Linked DNA regions of Xenopus laevis: region 1 is linked to region 2. Evidence: chromatin contacts called from public Hi-C data. All regions are on one chromosome and are shown on one strand. Each heading gives the region's core, a stretch centred on a gene start, on an enhancer-like site or on the middle of the called end of the contact. The rest is flanking DNA. Distances are from core to core; before and after follow the strand shown. Region 1 holds the start of txnip.L (thioredoxin interacting protein L homeolog). Region 2 has its middle 32 kb from the start of polr3gl.L.

Region 1 (4,643 bases), core at 1,967-4,466, 87 kb after region 2:
TGCACTATTAACTGATGCGTTTTATAAAAAAAAACAAAAAAAAAAAACATATATTCCCATGACTTTAAGATACTCACCTCTGTGTAGGTTGGAGGAGGCATGTATTTAAACTCTGGAGCGTACATAAAGATAGGGCTGTCACAGGCTCCATCCAAATCATCCAACAATGGAGTAGTAGGGCTCTCCAGTCTGTGATCCTCAGGGACAATATCCAGGTAGCCTGGAGGGGCTGAGGAAAAAAGAGGGATAATGCATAAGATTTTAGACTCAAAGCAACGTGTTATTCTAAAAGTGCAATAGTAAAAAAAAAAAAAAGAAAAAAACATACCTTCTGGGGTCCCTGGGATGTTCAGTTCTAGCCAACTCATCTCAGAGCTGGCCTGGCTTGCCATGCTAGAGGTGCGGCTACTCATTCCAGAAGAGCTGCAGCCTATGACAAGGGGCAAGTCGAGAATGATCTTCTTGGCACCAGGGACGCTGACATAGACCTGCAATGTAAAAAATAGAGAGGTAAGTCATCACTATAATGAACAGGAATATTTCCCTTACTATTCATTTTTGACTTTTTCAGTATGTATATCTAAGATCTATGTGGGTTATGGTGATCACAGTTTATCTGGTTACCATCAGTTTGCCTCGGATAGTCTAATGAAAGCAAACATCTGATAGGAGTTGCTGTGGTTACACCCCCTGACATTACAACAACGATCTTGATTTTAACTAAAACTTACCAGCAGGGAATATTCAACCCGCAGGATATTACATCCCAAGATGGAAGGCTTGATTTTGGGTATTCGGATGCTTTTCCCTCTCCACGAGTCTGTCATGCCGGAAATGATGTGATTGCCTCTCACACTGCATAATTTCTGGGTGAAGACTTTGGTTTGACCATTGGCCAGGTAGGTGTGCTTGCCTATAATGGCCGCTTTAGGGACAACAATGCGGGAGCAGGTGTTCTCGAAGTCGGCAGAGATGCAGATGTCATCACCTATAAAGGAAGGATAAATCAGGTTAAGAGAGCAGCCATTTTTAAATGCAAGAACTAGTCTGCAACTTTTGTCTTTTCAACTACCTGCAGGTCTGACCGGATTTCATTTAGGTTTTAAATAGGTATGTTTGAAACCTTACGCAAACGAATTGAAAAATTAAATGGTCAAATTCTACTTGGGAGTTGTATTCAATATCATACTTTGGCCCTTTAAGAACTCGAATTTCGACTATTTGCCACCTAAAACATGGCCAATCACTGTCTACAAGTATACAACAATGAATACAACAGTATGTATTTAGCTTTTCAGATTCAAACCCTCAGAAGTACAAAGTAGAAACTTTAGGTAACAAAGAACCTTACCTTCACAGAATCCCTTGCGGTTAATGCAGGCACTCATAGAGATGTGGCCGTCAGGAATGAACATGCACGTCATCTTCTTGTACTTTTTGCCTGACACTGGTGACTGCCAGGAAGAAACAAACCAGATTAGTGATGCTCTATTGAGCTGCTGAAGATATAGACACGGACGGCTACTGCTTTGACCCTGTGACCCCGGAGCTAATCTACAATCCCATTAGCTGCTCTGTCAATGAACCTGACCTGTAAGTGCTGAAAGGGCAAGAGATCACTCTCCAGATAAACCAAGCATGCAAGACTACTTACTACTGGAGCACCAGCAATATAAGCACTTATTGCAACGTATTGAGATAAAAACCATGGCTTGCTTTTATTTCCATTACAGGCTGGGGGTTAAAATGTCCCAAAATGCCCAAAGGTATTGAAGGCTTAACCAAAATATTTTTAGAATGTACCTTCAGATTCCCCCTATACATAATGTCTTGCCATTCTACGTGCATTAGTATATAAAATAATATAGTTACCATGAGATCTGGAGTGTCAACGTTCACAGAGTCCTCGACTTGAAAGGACTTCTTTACTTCCTGGGGAGGATGGGATGGCCGATCGAGGAAAGCTTTGACCCAGTACTTGACAGAACCATACTTTCCTTTGAATGTTGACCCCAAAGGACTGCAAAGAAATAGAGGATTGTGTAAGACTTCCTATTTAACAAGTACCAAGCGGCTAAACGTCAGTCACATTTTTATAAAAGCAGGATACCTACCCTTGGGGCAGCTCCAATCCAAATTTGTATTCGTAGCAGTTGCCTGGCCTCATAAGGACAGATCCATCAGAATCTATTAGAGAGACATAGAAATTAAGATATAGGTCAGTGTAAGGTTTCTTCAAGTAACAAAAAGCACGGTATATAGCACTACATTGAACAGAAAGGAACAGGACATCTACTTTATAAATAGGGCAGGATACTATTAATCTCCCGTTATGATACTGGGCCAAAATCCAACAGCTTGGTTCCGGCTAACAAACCCTACCATGGCAACAGTGTCCTGCTAATAGCCTCTGTAGTTTTCACACAAGCATCATATTTCTCAAATACAGTAATGAGCCAGTGCAATGGGAACGTAGGACTGGGGCAGTAGCAGGTTCTGCATACCAGGAATGTCTGACACCCAAGTCCCCTATTCAGGTCCATTTGATTGTTACATAGCACACGGGTGCTGCATTTGATGACCAGAATCATAACAGCGAACACGGGATATTAAATCGAACATCCTCAAAGGGTATGTAGTCCTGCTGTAGTTTAAAGGGACATTTAAAGGGACAGCAAACCCACTTCCTGCCCAAAAGCATCAGGCAAGCAAATTAAAATGAAAATATTCACATTTAACAGAACCTCATTCTTTCCCTCCCACCATTGGTCCACATTCTGCTTCTTACCTAAGGTCTGATCGTCCACCTGCAGGGTGTCCTCGTATCTCAGGTACTCCATCTCCTGCTTGCAGTTCTGGGACCACAATACCTTGGCCACCCCGCACGCCAACAATCTCACCGCCGTCACCCGGGTCACCTCCGCCACCTCCACCAGGACTTTGCCCGTTACTTTGTCCCCACCGCAGTAAACCTTCTGGGGGTCGGTGAAAGACACTTCAAAGCACTTGACTTTCTTGAAGACAACCATGGTGGCAAATAGGGATAGTCCAAAGATGCTTGTAATGACAGTTGGGCTGCTGCGTGCAACCTGACAGACAATGAATGAATAATAGTCCCTGGATATGGATCACACAAGGAAGAAAGTGCTTTTAGTTTCAATTCAGTGGTGTGAACGTTCCAACCCTGCAAAGCTCTTGCACTGGTTACAAGTCCCACCACCCTCTCTAACAGGTTGTAAACAAGACCAGGAAATCAGCCCTTTATATCAGCGCTGCTGCGCTCCCGCCCCGCCCACCTCGTGCATGCCGACAGCTTCCCCATGCTCGCCTCGTGCACACGGTTCTCATTGGTCCGCGGTATGTTGTTAACGGAGCGGCCGGCCAATAGGAGCCGCCAGGCAGCGCGTGAACACGGCATGCCAAGCTGGAGAAAGGAGAACGGAGGGGCGGAGCCTGCGTCTCATTCCTGAGGTTGTTTGTCACGGCGGCTGCTGGCCGGGATGTGTGTGTGGGACGGTGACGAGACTGGGCACGTTGCCTGCGGGGGGTTGTTTACTGTTCTGCCTAGTGCCGTCTGTACGGGGTACTCCTGTATTGTGTGGCGCCTCGGTATAATGGAACTGGAACAAGTACTATCGTTATTAAATCTCTGTGCAGCTGCACTCAGTAATACCTGTTACCGTGAGCTCAAGGCTGCCCTACGTGCTAATGTGGAGCTGCTGCTGAACTACTCCCAGAACTAAGCTCTGTACATTTTATTTCTTGGTTCCAGATACTTTATATATTCACATAATTACAGCTTTGTATGCACAATCTCCCACAGACACACTACTACACCTACAGTTACACTACATGTATATACACCGTCTCTCAGGTCCGCCACTACTATACTCACCTAGGTCCTCCACTACTATACGCACCTTCCCACAGTTCCACCACTACTATACACACCTTCCCATAAGTCCTCCACTACTATACGCACCTTCCCATAGGTCCTCCACTACTATAAGCACCTTCCCACAGTTCCACCACTACTATACGCACCGTCCCACAGTTCCACCACTACTATACGCACCGTCCCACAGTTCTGCCACTACTATAATCACCGTCCCACAGTTCCATCACTACTATACTCACCGTCCCACAGTTCCACCACTACTATACACACCTTCCCATAGGTCCTCCAATACTATACGCACCTTCCCACAGTTCCACCACTACTATACGCACCGTCCCACAGTTCTGCCACTACTATAATCACCGTCCCACAGTTCCATCACTACTATACTCACCGTCCCACAGTTCCACCACTACTATACACACCTTCCCATAGGTCCTCCAATACTATACGCACCTTCCCACAGTTCCACCACTACTATACGCACCGTCCCACAGTTCTGCCACTACTATAATCACCGTCCCACAGTTCCACCACTATTATACGCACCATCCCACAGTTCCACCACTACTATACTCACCGTCCCACAGTTCTGCCACTACTATAATCACCGTCCCACAGTTCCACCACTATTATACGCACCATCCCACAGTTCCACCACTACTATACTCACCGTCCCACAGTTCCACCACTACTATACACACCGTCCCACAGTTCCACCACTACTATACACACCGTCCCACAG
Region 2 (4,551 bases), core at 198-2,697:
TTAACTGATTATTTAAATATCGGAACTATTTAAAGACCCCTAATTAAGTTGTTTTATTGTGAACAGCCACTAGATGTCCCTGCAACTCTTATTACAACCAAACCAACAGCACCTTTTCCTTTATATCCACTGACTCTCTAGTAATTGTACTGGAAGGTGTTTTGTTAGGACCATACTGAATCGCTCCTTGTAAACCCAAAGAAGAACCCCAAAGAGGCAATAGTTCTCCTCTGACATCTCAAGCAATGGCTCTTGAAGGATGATGGCAGATTTGAATACTCTGGCAATATACTGTATTTATAGGAACATGCACTTTATAGGAATCCATATGGCTACCCACCTACAGATATTTATGGTATATGACACTGAGTGCCCAATATTGATTACAATGTAATTATCCTACCGCACACCTGTAGTTCACCAATCCTGCAAGCTGGTGGTGCGTTCCTTCCGTTGACCCGGCCGGGTCCCTTAGCAACCAATGTGTAAATGAAACGGATCCGCACACACACCGATTAGTGCAGTTGGGGATTATCCCCTTTTATTCAGCCACCAAACATCAACATTTCGGGGGGGGGAACACCCACCCTTCATCAGGATGTTTGATGGCTGAATAAAAGGGGATAATCCCCAACTGCACTAATCGGTGTGTGTGCGGATCCGTTTCTTTTACACACTGAGTGCCCAATACCAGGCAAATAACATCCCACACCCTGTCCTCACCTTTAAAGGAGAAGGAAAGGTTAAAATTAAGTAAGTATCAGAAAGGTCTATATAAAAATTATAAATACACCAGTAAACCCTCAAAGTAATGCTGCTCTGAGTCCTCTGTCAAAAGAAACACCACATTTCTTTCCTTTTATTGTGTACTCATGGGCTTCAGTATCAGACTTCCTGTTTTCAGCTTAAACCTCCTTCCCCCAGGCGTGAGCATGCTCAGTTTGCTCCTCTTTCCCCCCCCCCCCTTCTCTGCTGTAATCTGAGCCCAGAGCTATAAGTGAGCAGGGAGAGACTCAGGCAGGAAGTGATGTCACACCAAGCTAATACTGCAGCTGCTATCCTAAGCTATCTACAGAATAAATGTAGCATGCTAGCTTGCACTATTACAGCTAATCTATTGGCAATAAACTGCCTCCGTAGCTCTGCTTCTCCTTTAATTCTGTTATCCCTGTGACTTTCTGAGTATCAGAGACCTGACGTGAACAGAGATCCTTATGTAGAACTGAGTTCTCCATGATTATGGCAGTACTGACTTGATTGCCCATCTGTCACTGCGGGTGCCATATTCATAGTGGGGGTCATTTATAAACACTTGGCAAATTTCCACATGGGCAGTTTCCCATAGCAGCCAATCAGATGTTTGCTTTCATTGTATTCCTTGCAGCTGGCTAAAAAAAAATCCAGAATAGGATGCCGGCGCTCCAGAATAGGGCACCGGCGCTCCAGGATAGGACGCCGGCACTCCCAGCCCCCCCCGACCTCCTCCCCCGGTCCCTAGGCCAAAAAAGGTTGGGGACCCCTGGCTTAGTCTATAGCAGTGATCCCCAACCAGTAGCTCAGGTGCAACATGTTACTCCCAGTGGCCTCAAAGCAGGAGCTTATATTTGAATTCCAGGCTTGGAGGCAAGTTTTAGTTGTATAAAAACCAGGTGCACTGCCAAATAGAGTCTCCTGTAGGCTGTCAGTCCACATAGGGGCTACCAAACAGCCAATCACAGCCTTTATTGTTAAACCCAGTGACTTTGTTCATGTTTGCGTTGCTCCCAGCGGTGTAACTACAAAGGAAGCAGACCCTGAAGGTATAGAGGACCCCATGAGGCCCAAATAAAGAGAATTTTCAGCATATATTAGTAAAACAGAACAACCTCTGGATATGTTGGGGGCACTAAAATTATTTTGCTGTGGGGCCCAGTAACATTTAGTTACGAGACTGGTTGCTCCCCAACTCTTTTTACATTTGAATGTGGCTCACGGGTAACAAAAAAAAAGGGTGGGGACAGATATTCATATGATATTTAGTACATGTGGTGCCTGCCAATCCTGACCAGTATCTGTGTACTATGGGAATCGAGTATGTGTAAAGGGGTTGTTCGCCTTTAAATTAACTTTTACTATGACGTAGAGAGTGATAGTCTGAGACAATTTGCAATTGGGTTTCATTTTTTATTATTTGTGGTTTTTGAGTTATTTAGCTTTTTATTCAGCGCCTCTCCAGTTTGCAGTTTCAGCAGTCTGGTTGCTATGGTCCAAATCACACTAGCAACCCTGCATTGATTTGAATAAGAGACTGGAGTATGAATAGGAGAGGCCTGAATAGAAAGATGAGTAATAAAAAGTAGCAATAACAATAAATGTGTAGCCTTACAGAGCACTTGTTTTTAGATGGGGACAGTGACCCCCATTTGAAAGCTGGAAAGAGTCGGGAGAAGAAGGCAAATAATTCAAAAACTCTAAAAAATACATAATGAAGACCAATGGAAAAGTTTCTTCGTATTGGCCATTCTATAACATACCAAAAGTTAGCTTGAAGGTGAAACATCCCCTTTAAAAAAAAAAAAGTATCTGTTTATGCCCCATATATGACACATGGATGATGGATCGGCCGAAGTGAAGCCACAGCTCTTCTTCTTTCCTCCTGTTCTGATTCTCTGGACTCACTGACATAATGAACAGAATATAAAGGTGTCTATACCTTGCATTGACCCACGTACAGTTTCAGGGGTGCCCACAGTACCTGCTCGTTCTCTGTATGTACAGCAGGTGGCGCTGGAGTTCCATATTTTGACTCCCGACTGCCTATGGGTAAATAAGTGGTGTGAATATATTTTTGTGCTGTTGCTGAGAACAGCAAGCTACTTGGGAAGTTCATGCAAAAGTTGCTGATTCGTAAAAATACAGCAGACAACGGATGAACTTTCCTTGTCCCCCCTTACAACAAGCAAATTGTCAGCTCCCACTATTGTGCAGTGTGTTAGTCTTAAAACTGTACGGTTACCCTCCTCTTAGTGCAATTCCCCCAACCCTGTCCTATCTTCTCCATAGCAATTTGCAAACTGGAGAGCTGCTGAATAACTCAAAATGTTTAAATAAAAGTTAAACCAATTGCAAATTGTCTCAGGATATCACTCGCTACATTATACTAAAAGTTAACTTAAAAGTGAACATCCCCTTTAACCCTGGGTCCCCCACACGTTGCAGAACTACAATTTACCAGCACTTACTGAGTACTGACTCTTGATTACAAGCTGGAGTATGCTGTGATTTGTAGTTCAGCAACATCTGGTGAACCCAAGCTTAAAGGAACAGTAACACCAAAAAAATGTGATTCAAAGGAACGACAATAAAATGTACTGGTGCCCTGCACTTGTAAAACTGGTGTGTTTGCTTCAGAAAAACTACTATAGTTTATATAAACAAGCAGCTGTGTAGCCATGGGGGCAGCCATTCAAGCACAGGATACACAGTAGATAACAGATAAGTACTACTATAGTTTATATAAACAAGCTGCTGTGTAGCCATGGGGGCAGCCATTCAAGCACAGGATACACAGTAGATAACAGATAAGTACTACTATAGTTTATATAAACAAGCTGCTGTGTAGCCATGGGGGTGGCCATTCAAGCACAGGATACATAGTAGATAACAGATAAGTACTACTGTAGTTTATATAAACAAGCTGCTGTGTAGTTATGGGGGCAGCCATTCAAGCACAGGATACACAGTAGATAACAGATAAGTACTACTCTAGTTTATATAAACAAGCTGCTGTGTAGCCACGGGGGCAGCCATTCAAGCACAGAATACACAGTAGATAACAGATAAGTACTACTATAGTTTATATAAACAAGCTGCTGTGTAGCCATGGGGGTGGCCATTCAAGCACAGGATACATAGTAGATAACAGATAAGTACTACTATAGTTTATATAAACAAGCTGCTGTGTAGTTATGGGGGCAGCCATTCAAGCACAGGATACACAGTAGATAACAGATAAGTACTACTATAATTTATATAAACAAGCTACTGAAGCCATGGGGGCAGCCATTCAAGCACAGGATACACAATAGATAACAGATAAGTACTACTATAGTTTATATAAACAAGCTGCTGTGTAGCCATGGGGGCAGCAATTCAAGCACAGGATACACAGTAGATAACAGATAAGTACTACTATAGTTTATATAAACAAGCTGCTGTGTAGCCATGGGGGCAGCAATTCAAGCACAGGATACACAGTAGATAACAGATAAGTACTACTATAGTTTATATAAACAAGCTGCTGTGTAGCCATGGGGGCAGCCATTCAAGCACAGGATACACAGTAGATAACAGATAAGTACTACTATAGTTTATATAAACAAGCTGCTGTGTAGCCATGGGGGCAGCCATGGCTACACAGCAGCTGCTTAGAAGCAGGACGGTGTGTAATGCTCTTATATGTTACCCTTTTTGCATTACGTAGTTGTTATTCAGTCTGGAGTACAAGGAGTTCTCAGCGCTGGACTAACAGCAGGCTACCTGGACAAACAACAGGCTACCTGGACTAACAAT

What was found. Hi-C and Micro-C count contacts between places; a contact is called where the count stands out from the background.
Region 1: a contact with region 2 is called in a Hi-C map of the XL177 cell line, with 5 times the contacts expected there. The contact joins the promoter of txnip.L here to the enhancer-like site in region 2. A contact is called at or near these places in 2 of 4 Hi-C or Micro-C datasets (the XL177 cell line and the XTC cell line).

What each region holds. Positions count from the first base shown.
Region 1 is chr8L:119,548,845-119,553,487 of Xenopus_laevis_v10.1, forward strand. It overlaps txnip.L (thioredoxin interacting protein L homeolog), which reads right to left and starts at 3,217. Exons shown (of 8, transcript NM_001093153.1): 1 at 2,789-3,217; 2 at 2,115-2,187; 3 at 1,873-2,020; 4 at 1,352-1,454; 5 at 732-988; 6 at 329-488; 7 at 78-229. The coding sequence starts at 3,029.
Region 2 is chr8L:119,463,469-119,468,019 of Xenopus_laevis_v10.1, forward strand. No RefSeq gene overlaps it. Among protein-coding and RNA genes, the nearest start is that of polr3gl.L, 32 kb to the left of the region's middle. Within about 2 kb of position 1,448, at least 1 of the 7 cell types and tissues checked has an H3K27ac peak or open chromatin away from gene starts, as enhancers often do.